2 separate regions of the Zea mays genome follow, and region 1 is linked to region 2. A link is a contact called in public Hi-C data. All regions are on one chromosome and are shown on one strand. Each heading gives the region's core, a stretch centred on a gene start, on an enhancer-like site or on the middle of the called end of the contact. The rest is flanking DNA. Distances are from core to core; before and after follow the strand shown. Region 1 holds the start of LOC100280619. Region 2 holds the start of LOC103652171 (osmotin-like protein).

What was found. Hi-C and Micro-C count contacts between places; a contact is called where the count stands out from the background.
Region 1: a Hi-C map of tassel shows a contact between it and region 2, with 2.6 times the contacts expected there. The contact joins the promoter of LOC100280619 here to the promoter of LOC103652171 in region 2. A contact is called at or near these places in 2 of 25 Hi-C or Micro-C datasets (ear and tassel).

What each region holds. Positions count from the first base shown.
Region 1 is chr3:128,149,331-128,155,754 of Zm-B73-REFERENCE-NAM-5.0, reverse strand. It overlaps LOC100280619, which reads left to right and starts at 1,698. Exons shown (of 1, transcript NM_001367136.1): 1 at 1,698-2,654. The coding sequence starts at 1,791. The coding sequence ends at 2,471. It overlaps LOC100381984, which reads left to right. Exons shown (of 3, transcript NM_001361569.1): 2 at 1-80; 3 at 184-1,378. The coding sequence ends at 382.
Region 2 is chr3:127,965,713-127,972,530 of Zm-B73-REFERENCE-NAM-5.0, reverse strand. LOC103652171 (osmotin-like protein) reads left to right here and starts at 4,461. Exons shown (of 2, transcript XM_008677810.2): 1 at 4,461-4,468; 2 at 4,679-5,510. The coding sequence starts at 4,461. The coding sequence ends at 5,225.

The DNA of each region.
Region 1 (6,424 bases), core at 449-2,948, 190 kb before region 2:
TCACCTAAGACACAACTGCTGATGCCATTCGCTCCGCATATTATTCAGTTCCTTGATGCTCTGTACAATGGGAAGGATATGTACGTCAAAACTTCACACTCTGATTCTTCAACTCCGCTGCTTAACTTATGAGCCATTTGTTTTGTTGGCCTAATTCCTTATGTTGCTATGACTCTTTTGCAGGGATGATACTGTGATGAAGACTGCAATAGGTGTCTTGGGAGATCTGGCTGACACATTAGGTGTCCATGCTGGCCCTTTGATCAATCAATCCACCTCAAGCCAGGCATTTTTAGAGGAATGCTTGGCATCAGACGATCCTTTGGTGAAAGAATCTGCCGATTGGGCGAGGATAGCAGTCAGCCGTGCAGTTTCGGGTTGATGCCACAGTGAGTCTCGAGTCTGCACTTGCATCCCATCCACATGTCATCATGCCTGGGTCTTTAATTGCTTCATGTCCAGACCTGCTCTTCGGTGAAGTCCAACATCTTTACAGCAGAGTCGGAGGGTCCCCACTAACTCATGCATCAGTACATGTGTCAACCCGCGCCCCGCTTCGGCGGGAAAAGAAGGGTTCAAGTTGGCCGCCCACTAACTTTCGCCAAATGCATCTGCAACCTTCATGTCTTGTTGGAGGTGAGATGAGGTTCTATTATCGCATGACATGCTCACAGATTCCTGTGCATGGCATGCCTATGATATGTGGCCCATCATTTCCTCCCCTGTATCCATCCCATGCATCAAAGTTTGGTCAGATGGCCACGTGGGACAAAAGGCGCAGTTTCTTGCTGCTGCTCCAGTAAGAAAGAGCGGGCTCGAATCGCGTTGTCACAGGATTATTTTTGTATCGATCAGGGTGGCCAAGTCCATTTATGTCAGACATATCCTCCCTGCTGCTGCTGGTAGGTTGTGAATTTCCTAGCATTCTTTTCCCTTTGGCCGCTTGCATTGTCTTTGCATTTCATTCTTGGTCGGTCTATTTTGTAAGAGTTGCTTTGGGGGCAAAACATGTGTCCTGTCCGGTCTGCTACCGCACGCTATTTGTACAAGTCAGGTCCGTGCGTGCATTGGTTTATTTCCCGGTGTTATCGGAGCAGCGCGTGTTTGTGCCTTTTTCCACCGTGTTTTTGGTAATCTACATACATGCTGCTCCATTTCGGTTTATGAGGAGCTGTGTGGGTGAAGAAACAGAGATAGAGTTATATAGGTCTTTGAAGTGGTTCTTGCTGGTGGCAGAGGCAAATTGAGTTGGGTGTGGTTTATGAATTGTACCATGGTGTGGAGAAGACCCACTGGTAATATTTACTGTATTTGGCTGGTGCTCCGCCGCAGAGCATATGAGCAAAGTTAAGCGTGAGTGCTCTTTTTCTCAGCTTCATCTAAACATGGAATCAATTTAGTAAAATGTAGGTAAAGAAGTAAAGGTAGAATGCTTCTTGTTATCTTGCTTTTATCTCTGCCCATATCCTTACCCACCCAACTTGTCTGCTTCTAATTTGCTATGACCGTCCTTTTCTTCTTTTTTTTTGAATTGATAAAAAACGGTTTTCGATCCTAGCCCGTGTAGGAGTATATTGAAAACCGTAGCCAAATCTACTACTAGCATTGAAGTTCTTTTCTCTATTGACCCTTCTCATGGACGCTAGTCGCATCACTAAGCTCGCCTATAAAAGCCAGGCAGAGCTGTCTGATGTTTTGTCATTGCCATCACAATTCACAAACTCACGCCTAATAACACTACACAACCAGCTATAGGGGCCTACCAGCTTTGTCAAGGGCTGAAGAAGACCATGGCCAGAGCCATCGTCCTCGCCGCTCTTCTCCTCGCTGCCACTGCCAGCTCCACGACGGCGACCACGCTGACCATCCACAACCTCTGCCCTCACCCGGTGTGGCCTCTGGTGACCCCCAACTCAGGCCTCCCTTCCATCTCCGACAACACCGCGCGACTAGACCCCAACGCGCTGCTCACCCTCTCCTTCCCGCCCACCTTCTGGGCCGGCCGGGTGGCCGCGCGCACGGGCTGCGACGCCGCCGCGTCCGGCTGCTGGACGGGCGCCGCGCCGCCCGCCACCGTCGTGCAGGTCACCGTCCACGACGGCACGAACCAGGACCAGGCCGCCTACAGCGTCAGCCTCGCCGACGGCTTCAACGCGCCCGTGGTGGTCAGCCCGCAGGCGGCCGGCGGCGGGCAGTGCCCAGCGCTGGGGTGCCCCGTCGACCTCAACTGCGACTGCCCCCCGCAGCAGCGCGCCGCCGAGGGCGCCGCGTGCCGCGGCCCGCCGGAGTACTTCAAGAGCCGGTGCCCGCTCACCAGGACCACGCCCACCGACGTGGAGCCCGTGCCGCAGAGCTGCCGCGCGCCGGGCGAGCTCAAGGTCGTCTTCTGCCAGGCGACCATCGTCACAGGCGGTGTCGCCGCTGCCGCCGAAGCCGAGATGGCCATCCGAACCGTCGTCGCCGACAGCTAGACTACTGGCCGAGACAGACGTCCAGCTCCACTGGCCCCGCTTCGTTGAATCGTTATTTGTCACGCTTTTTGCTTTCGTGTGTTTGTTAGCTTAGGCTTCGACGCGTGTAACCCGGTGGTTTTTAAGCAAAATTTCAAGTTTAAATTCGTATTACATATTTTTTAATAAAAGCATTACATTTCTAATAAATTTAATTTAAAAAATCAGCTAAAATGCTCCCCATTCACGAGCTTATCGATAAATCCGCTTGCACTTGCAGACGACAATAATATAATTTCTTCTGAACAATGCCCTTTTTTTCCTTGCAAAATTCCTTGGCGTCCCGTTTGCATCATTGAAATTTAATTCCATTCTAATAATGGTGATTTAGTTATATATCAATTAAGCAAATTCGATTTTATGTAAAATATATTTTTATATTATTATTAGTAAGATATCAGAGATATTTATATGATATATTTTTACTATAAAGAAGTGAGACGAAGAATATCATGTAAGTTAAACAGTAGAAATAAATTCTACTAATGCATAAAATCATTTCCCATCCTCCACACTATGAATTTGAGATAGATTCATATCTGAAGTTTGGGAAGTGGTGGAATATCAAATTCCAAACTAAATAAGTTACTTTATTGAGTAAATTACAAATTCTCTAATGAAAGAATCCAAACGGGGTGTGAATAAAAATCCAGATCCGTTAAACTGAGACATTTAAAATCCACGGAGCATTTTCATTCACGGCCCTAGTAGCTCTTTTGGCATATATACCTTGCTTCTACCCGAGAGGAAAAGGGTTAAAGCAAAAGCTGCGGATATCACATCCCCCGATGACTGATGTCGGCGTCATCATGTCTTACCATCTTTCGACAAAGCAGAATTGTGTCGAAGACGAAAGCACGACATGACATCACCTTGCTTCTATTTTCCCCCTTGAGACTAAGGGCGTGTTTGCCGCCATGGCCCAGCAGCCTGGCTGCGCTCCCGGGCTGCAACTCCTGTGTTTGCGTCGCCTGGCTGGCTCGGGAGCCAGGCTGTGCGCGTGCAAATTGAGCCTCTCAGCCTGGCTCCACAGAAACGAGCTCAAGGTCCGTTTCCTGGGAGCCTGGCTGCTCGTGGCGCAAGGATTCCGCGTTTAGGTAGTTTTGGCCTTCTAGCCTGGCTGCATATTGGGTGACAAACACCAGCTCGTCTGAGCCAGGCTCATATGGTACAAGTGCGCAAACAAAGTGAGTTGCAGTAGCCGGGACAGGCTAGCCTCAGCCTGGACCAATTGAACGGGCCGAGCTGGCCAGGGACAGGGTCACAAACACGCCCTAAATATGCGAAGCTCCATCGAATTATGAAAACAATAATCTGGATCTGATGTACAGTTGGAGACAGGGAGCGAAGCCACGTTAGCTTTCTCTGCTACATGGTTACCAGGGTGAAGTAGAATTTTGCTAACATCTACCTTAAATTTATCTTGTATTTATTTTAAAATTATATATTTTCTCTTTATGTTTGCTATAATGTGTACCAAGGTTATTTTTGAGCTGATACACATGAGCAACGCTCCTTGACTCCTTGCCCCAACCAACACATCTTGCATAGGCTCAGAAAGGCCTCCGTCTCGGCGTCGCCAGAGCCCAGAGAGCACACCGTCAGCTCGTGCATGGGTTATGAACGCAGCGGCGGGCTCTCCCTTCTGCATCCCGATCGTTGTCGAATCCGAGGCTACCAATGTCGCACTATCTAAGATTGGATATCAATCTAGCTCGGCTCAGATCATTTGAGTTCGAACTGACTCGGTTCGACTTGTTAAGCTAACGAGCCACAGAGACAGATCGATTTGACTCGTTTATAAGCTCGAGCTGACTTATTTAACTCACAAGCCATATTAGAAAAAAAGAACAATATATATAATAATCAATTTATAGTTAATTACAAACCAATTTAACAACAGAAAATAGTAATTATACTTACAGTTCCACATACATCATCAATGTAACAACAAACTAACACAACTCATCACTCATCAATTTATCATCAATTTAAAATTCACACACATGTTCATTAGTTTAACCTACAGTCATAGTTGTATAGACCAATTTAATATGTAGACATAGTTCATCAATAATCAGTTTAACTCATATGACATAGGCACCACACGTACATATAATGTTCACTGTTATGCTGAAATTTGATAGCTTGTTTAGCTCGCGAGGTGACTCGTTAGTAAACCGAGCTAAAATGTCATTTCAGGTCATGAAAAAAATTCAAACGAGTCGATCCAAACTAAGTGAAGCTAACCATACACCGAGCGAGCTACAAATATTTCGTCTAGCACTGCACTAGCGGCCATTCGTGCATCGCCAACGACTGCGGCCGAAAGGACTCACACATTTTGCAGAGGTGTCATCATGTGTTGACGCAAGCCGGTTGCCGGTGGGCGTACCACACCTATATATGCCCAAACGGGCAGCCCGGCACGGGCCCGCTAGGCCCGACTAATAATCGGGCCATGTCGGATCGACCCGCGTGTTACAACTCTGGCACAGACACGACATATCGGTCTACTGACCGTGCCGAGTTGGCTTGTTAGCATGTTGGTCATTTGGTAAAATCATAGTAAAATGCTAAAAACGGTGATGGAGGGGGATTTCGAATCCACACCCTTATAGAAGAAGGGCGGGAGACGCTGGATGAAGATGACGAACTAATAGAACACTTGTTTGGATGTGATTAATATTAAATATAAATTATAAATATATATTTTTTAAAAAATAAAAAATATAATCGTACTGGACCAGATTAGCACTACGGATCGAGACCATGACTCGAGCAGGATACAGCGCTCATGTCAGATCGGCTCAGGCACTATAAAACGGACCATGCCTCAGACCAGCCGCTAGGCATGTGCTATTTATAACCACGCCGCGTGCGCGCTCCGTCATCGTCGAGGCCGAGCATGTAGGGTGCTGGTAGGCCGAGCATGCTCGTCGACAGCCGATCGTTGTGGTCGCGACGGGTTGTAGCAGACTTCCAGTCGCTACTGCCATGTGAAGGCCTATGGTCGTTGTTAGTCGATTTGTTTGGTGATGGCCCACTCTTGCGGCAGCCAAATCTATGGCTCTCCAATGGCGCATAGGCATCTTATGGTGGCGTCTACTCTTTGCGGTTGCAGTGACCCACCAAAATCATAAAAAGAATAACAAAAGAGCAATATGATTACATCATTTTAGTCCCTCTCTTTTCCTCCGAAGCATTAGAGAAAGAGAAGTTTTGCACTATCCTTTAGGCCTTGTTCGTTTGTGTCGGATTGCACCCGGAATCATTCCAGCTAATCAAAGTTTGTATAAATTAGAGAAACAATCCGGTTAGTAATCGTTCCGACCCACCAATCCGGCACAAACGAACAAGGCCTTAACGATATCCACAGATGCTATGTTTTTCCTATGAATGCAGTTGTTTAATTGTGTTCAAACACACAGACACAACCTTCTAGGATCAATCAACGGCTCAATGAAAAGATAAAGCAAACATAAACTTTAGATACAAGTGTCAGTGTTTTGGGTCCGACCGCACACCCGGGGTTGCCCCTCAAGGTGTTTTTAGGAGTAGGACGGTGTCGCCGACTGTAGCTAAATGGTTCGTGCCGGATGCACGAGGAACAATGGATAGTGTTTATAGGTTCGGGCCGCTTGAAGATGCGTAACACCCTACGTCCTGGTGAGAATGTTTTACGTGGAGGATTACAAGGGAAGCTCTTTAATGCTAGAGAATAGAGAGTTGGGGTGGATGGGTGAGTAGTGAGATCGATCGTTCTGAAGGGGTGCCCCCTAGGCCTTATATATTCGACCGTGAGGCAATACATGCGGATGTGATAACAATGCGCACCTAAGAGATAGTGAACTGATTGAGTCTATCCTCCTATAGTTCTGCCGACTTATCCTCGCCCGGTTCCGTTGTACGGG
Region 2 (6,818 bases), core at 3,212-5,711:
ATATCCTCTTGCTTTTCTAGCAGTCTATCTTTTTCATTTAGAGCATCAATTAATTCATTAATTTTCTCAACTTTAGCTCTATCTAAATCTTTAAATAAGCCAGAGTAATCTACTTCATAATTGAAAGAATCCTCATCACTAGAAGAAGAATACTTAGGTGTGTCTCGAATACTTACCTTCTTCTCCTTGGCCATGAGACACGTATGGCGTTCGTTGGGGAAGAGTGAAGATTTGTCGAAAGCCGAGGCAGCTAATCCTTCATCATCAGAGTCGGAAGAGGAGCAGTCCGAATCCCATTCCTTTCCAAGGTGCGCCTCGCCCTTTGCCTTCCTGTAGTTTTTCTTTTTCTCCCTCTTCCCGCCTTTTTCTTGTCTGCCACCTTGTTTGGTAGTGCCTCCCTGCTGCTGGTTGCTTTGAGAGCAACGGGTTGTGGCTCATAGACGGGTAGTGGACCGTTGAGTGCATCGTCCATGTATCGAGCCTCCTTTACCATCATGCGCCCGCTCACAAATTTTCCGAGGATCTCTTCGGGCGTCATTTTGGTGTACCTGGGATTTTCACGAATAAGATTTACAAGATGGGGGTCAATTACAGTGAATGACCTTAGCATGAGTCGGACGACGTCATGGTCCGTCCATCTTGTGCTTCCATAGCTTCAAATCTTGTTGACCAGGGTCTTGAGCCTATTGTAGGTTTGTGTTGGCTCCTCTCCCCTGATCATCGCGAATCTTCCCAGCTCGCCTTCCACCAACTCCATTTTGGTGATCATGGTGGCGTCGTTTCCCTCATGAGATATCTTGAGGGTGTCCTAGATTTGCTTGGCGTTGTCCAAGCCACTCACCTTTTTTATATTCATCCCTGCAAAGTGAAGCTAGCAAGACAGTAGTAGCTTGTGCATTTTATGAATTTGCTCATTTCTGAAAACGGGATTATCAGTACTATCAAAATGCATTCCGTTTTCAACAATCTCCCAGATACTAGGATGAAGAGAAAATAAATGACTACGCATTTTATGACTCCTGAAAGAGTAGTCTTCTCCATCAATGTGTGGAGGTTTCCCAAGTGGAATTGATAGCAAATGAGCATTTGAATTAAATGGAATACGGGAATAATCAAATGAATAGTTTTGATTAACCGTTTTCTTCTTTGAAGAGTCGTTGTCGTGTGTGGTGAAGAAGACGAGGCATCGCTGTCGTAGTAGATGATCTTCTTAATGCGCCTCTTTTTCTTCTCGTCTCTCTTCTTTTGACTCGAGCCTGAGTCAGTAAGCTTGTCATCTCTTGGCTCGTTGAATACGGACTCCTTTTCCTTGTCATTGACCACCATCCCTTTTTCCTTAGGATCCATCTCTTCGGGCGGTTAGTCCCTTAAGTGAAGAGTACGATTCTGATACCAATTGAGAGCACCTAGAGGGGGGTGAATAGGTGATCCTGTAAAATCAAACACTAAATAGCCATAAAACTTAGTTATAGAAGTGTTAGTGCGACTAAGTAGTTTTGAGGCGAGTTCTTGTGGACAAAACAATCACAGAGAAAGCAATCACAAGAGACACACGATTTTATCCCGTGGTTCGGCCAAGTAACACTTGCCTACTTCCATGTTGTGGTGTCCCAATGGACGAGGGTTGCACTCAACCCCTTTCAAGTGATCTGATGATCAACTTGAATACCACAGTCTTTTCCTTTAGTGTATTTTCCTGTTTGCGAGGAATCTCCACAACTTGGAGTCTCTCGCCCTTACAATAGAGATCACAAAGAAAGTGCAGAGTAAGGTTGGGAAGAGCAACACACACAAGACACAAATCCACAGCACACACACACATGCAAGCCAAGACTTGAGCTCAAAACGTAGCACGGAGAGTTCACAACTCAAACAGAGCTCAAATCACTAACACAATCGATCAAATGCGCGATGGTGGAGTGTGGGAGTTTTAGAATGCTTAGTGAATGCTTAGGTTACTCCTCCATACGCCTAGGGGTCCCTTTTATAGCCCAAAGGCAACTAGGAGCCGTTGGAGACAATCTTGGAAGGCAATTCTTGCCTTCTGTCGAGTGGCGCATGGGACAGTCTGGTGTGCCACCGGACAGCCACTGTAGCATGTCCGGTGCGCGATTTCCTTCCAAATTGGGCACAATCGACCGTTGCAGCTCCGGGCCCGTTGGCGCACCGGACAGTCCGGTGCCCCCTGTCGACCGTTGGAGCTGCCACGCGTCGCCCGCAGATTTCGTGGCCGACCGTTGGCGCTGGCGACCGTTGGCTCACCGGACAGTCCGGTGCACCACCGGACAGTCCGATGAATTATAGCCACGTCGCCTTTTCCGTTTCCCGAGAGCGACGAGTTCACCGCGGATGACTCACCGGACAGTCTGGTGCACCACCGGACAGTTCGATGAATTATAGCCATACACCATCGTCAACTCCCGAGAGCGGCCTTTTCACCGGAGACCAGCTTGGCGCACCGGACACTGTCCGGTGCACCACCGGACAGTCCGGTGTGCCAGTCCGAGCTGAAGTTTGGCTGCTCACAGCCAAGTCTTTTGCAATCCGATTCCTCTCTTTTCGGCACTGTTTCTAGCACTTAGACACACAATGTTAGTTCACAAAAACAATGTACTAAGTCTAGAAACGTACCTTTTACTTTGATTTGCACCTTTCACACATTTAGCACATTAGTACTCAAATAATGTGTTGGGCATCTAATCACCAAAATACTTATAGAAATTGCCCAAGGGCACATTTCCCTTTCAGATAGGATTAAAGGAACCATAATTCAAATGAAGTTCATAAGTTGCAAAAAATGAAAATCACATAGTTTATACAAAAAAATTTAAAACTCCTCATCCTACTCATGTTCTTCCTCAACTAGTTTTAATCGTTTTATCAAACTTTCATGGCCAACCTATGAGTCCTCTTCATGTTGTCATCCATGTCGGTGGTGGACTAATCCAGCAGCTTGGTGAACTGCTCGTAGAATTTTGATTGATTTATCTTGTTGCTAGCCTTGCAAAACTACTTCACAATCATCCTCTTCTAGTATGGGGACTCACTACTACTTATTGCTTTCCCTTAACCTCATGTTGGCTCTTGCCCTATCATGACCAATAGGGTGTGATGGTTTGACACTATTGAGCATGCGGATCTGCTTCACTAGAGTTGGAGTCACCATGTCACACGCACCACTTGGGTTGATGACAAAGAGCACACCACATATGCTCCAGCTTGAATTCAGTTTTATCGGGCCTGTTGTGGAAGCTCTCCTTTGCCACTATAGCATCATCTGATTTGCTCAGTTGGGTGGCGAACAAACGGTTTTGGATGTCGTTGAAGACAATGACTTTTTGGTTGCTTATGGACCACCAATCCTTGCGCTACTTAATGGTATGGTTGCAAAGAGGTTTGGTGGTAGAGTTGTACATGGCTAACTTTGGTCCCAAAAGCCAATCTTTTTGTCTTTTCCCTCAATGCGAGTGTGTTAACTATTTGGTCAACGGAGTGCATTAACCATGTGTGCATCTATAAATTTATGAACCCAAAAATTGTTCTCGACTTAACAACAGTGTTGAACTCATAAAGGTATACTTGTACTTGTAAGCCTTTCATCCTCTATCTTAGCGAGTTCCGTCGCTGTTGGAATTGAGATGTCCTAGAGTACGCGAACTGGTTGGAGGCCATACCGCTATGGCTACTTGGTGGCACTACCGTGGTTGGGGGAGAACAAAAAGGAGCACAACCACCATATGTGGGAGGAACACCATAGGGGGAGGGACCACATCAAGAAGCCATAAGGAGAAGCATACGAAGGAGGTGCACCATATGATCCATAAGGAGGAGGTCCCTATGGCATATGTATGGGTACGAAAGAGGATATAGATAAGTAAAATGTTGTGGAGGAGGAGTGGCAATGGAAGGGGCTTCATTAGTGCTAGGAGGATAAGTGACAATCGTTAGAGGCTTAGTAGTAGAGGCAGGAGCGTCGTCACTTGGTCGATATGGATATGGAGAAAGAGGATACATGTAAGGAAAGGGAGGTTGATAAGTAGGGAACGAAAACGAGTAGGAACGTCCTCTTATCGGTAAAGGTCAAGATAAAGACAGTCGGAGAAGTCTTTACCTGCACCGACAAAGGTCTCGGAACGTTGTGAGATTGCTCGTTGAGCAAGTCTGTGAACGTATCAAAGTTGGGAGTCCATCTGGGATTCATATCGAAATGAAGATTAGGAAGCTACTAAATTGAGACTAAGTGTATACAAATGGAAAATAAAGCTTGTGAATTAGAGATGAATGTGTGTGAATGAACTCAAGTACCCCCATTATTTATATTGTGAATTCCAGATTTGTTGGATTTTTAGATTTTTTAAAAAATTCAAATAGATGAAATAGCATTGACCAATCAAACAATGCCATGTAAACAACCGACAGTCACTACCGATCACGCCTGGCTAGTACCGGCGCTTGCCCCAATGCGTCGGTCGGTACCGACCGGGCAGTACTGATCGACCTGACCCCATCGCTACCACTATAGCCCGCCTCGATCAGTCGGCAGCCTAGCTAACCGACCGAACCTAGAGTCCGTCGTTGATGTTGTCATGGTCGGTACCGACCATCGGCCCTGCCGCGTCAGCGGTCAGTATCAATCCTGCCATCCCGTTGAAACCCGCCTAAAATCTATGTACTGAAGACCTGGCGTCGACGGCGGCCTCCTCGGCGGCGGGCGCGGGCTGGTCTCCTTCCGCTTCCCGGACAGCTTCTGGGCGGGCCGCGTGGTGGCGCGCACGGGATGCAGCTCCGGGCATTCCCGGTGCGAGACGGGAAGCGTTGCGCCGGCGACGGTGGTGCAGCTGGTGGTGCACGCGGAGGGGCAAGACCTGGCGTCGTACAGCGTGAGCCTGGTGGACGGGTTCAACGTGCCCGCTGTGGTGAGCCCGCAGGCGGTGGGCGGCGGGCAGTGCCCGGCCCTGGGGTGCGCGGCGGACCTCAACGCCGGGTGCCCGCCCTCGCAGCGCGTGCTGGGGGCCGGGGGCGGCGTGGTGGCGTGCAAGGGCCCCGCGGGCTACTTCAAGGAGCGGTGCCCGCTGACGCGCACCACGCCCACCGACGTGGAGCCCGTGCCGCAGCGGTGCTTGGCGCCCGGCGAGCTCAAGGTCGTCTTCTGCCAGTCCGCCATGGTGAACGCCGCCGCCGCCGCCGAGACCGAGCGCATCCGCACCGTCGTCGCGGACAACTAGAGCTACTAGCTGTCTAGCTGCCTGTGGTAACGCCGGCCGGTGGTCACTGGTCAGTTGAACGGAGGAGATGCCGGCTCTCTGATTAGTGCGTAATAAAGGTACGTACGTTAACTAGGCAATTAAGCGCGTGTGTTACTGTTGAACTTGAACGGGGCCGCTATTAAAGCTGTGTGTGTGTGTGTGGTACTAGTAGTTGTCATTGGCTTCGTTGCCATGTGTTCGGCCGGCAGTGCCAAGTGAATAGTTGCGTCCATCCAGGAGAATGTATGTTTTTGAGTTGCGACACGTTTCATGTCTCTTGCCATGTCATGCGCGCGGCGGCGTATGCGTCGTATGTGTGAGCACGATTGCAGCCATGCACGGCCTCGAGGTAGAACTGTACAAGGACAGTATGGACGCGAACGGAGTGGGAGTAGGGGAACGGGAAATGTTGCCGCTTTCAAGTAGTGATGCGAAGGAATATGCAGAACGTAGAGTAACGCAGAGGACTGCATTGCCCCCCTCTTTTGGGACGAGAAAATTTCCCCAGTAATCTGAATTTCACGTGATATACGTGTGTGTAATCCCAACAAAAGTGATGATTTTTACATTAAGCCACAAAACACAATTGATGAAAAAGATCGGACATGATGTGCATAACAAGGAAATAAATTGTTTATCATATGATGAAGGTCACCCTCTAACCACCTTGAGATCGGAGAATTTTGGGCACATGCATCTCAACAGAAGCAATTTAGCTTTGTCTACAATACAAGTTTGGTCCCAAATAAGCTTTTTATATTATTATTATTATTAAAGATATTTCAAAAAACAACATTATATTTTAGAAAAAAAAACTAACCTATTAGCCCATATCGATCTTATTCATATGGCCATTTGCCTAGCCTATCAATATGGTAGGACAGTCTTACAATATGGTAAGACATGCCTACGCTGACTAGTGATGTGGTACCTTTTGATGTGTTATTGGCTTGGACGTGGAAGAGCTATATAGCCCCCGTCCTACCTGGCGTGGCACAGGGGATACAAAGCTGCATGATGGCCTCCTCTCTCCTTCATCCACCTATGTTGTCGCCCACTCCTGTCTCGCGGGACCCTTGCTCGCCCATATGCCTCCTCCCTTTCCCTCCCTCCCTCCCTTTGCCTCAATCGCGGCACCTCACTCTATTGCTCCCTTCCGAGTACTACCTCTTTGTAGACTCTAAACAGATACATCCTTATTCCTTTGCTTAGTCGTTGTATTGTTAATATGATCCCCAAAGATTACCACTTCTTTAGCAAGGTACTTTCTTTTTGCAATTGTTATTTCAATGATCATTTTTAAGTTAATGATAGTTAGTGAGTTAGAATTTGTAGGTACAATTGATTTATTGATTTAGCTAAATTAGTCAGATAGTTAGATTACATTAGTATATTGAGTTAGATTGCTTATATTGTTAGTTAAATTAGATTGGTATTGTTAGTTTGACTAGTTATTGTAGGTAGAAGATTGGGTGTTTGACAATATAGAAGATGAACTTAAAATGTTTGATATCCCACCTAGCTTCATTGGGTTTTGTTTGTGGGTAATGTAAATATTTGATGGCAAGATTT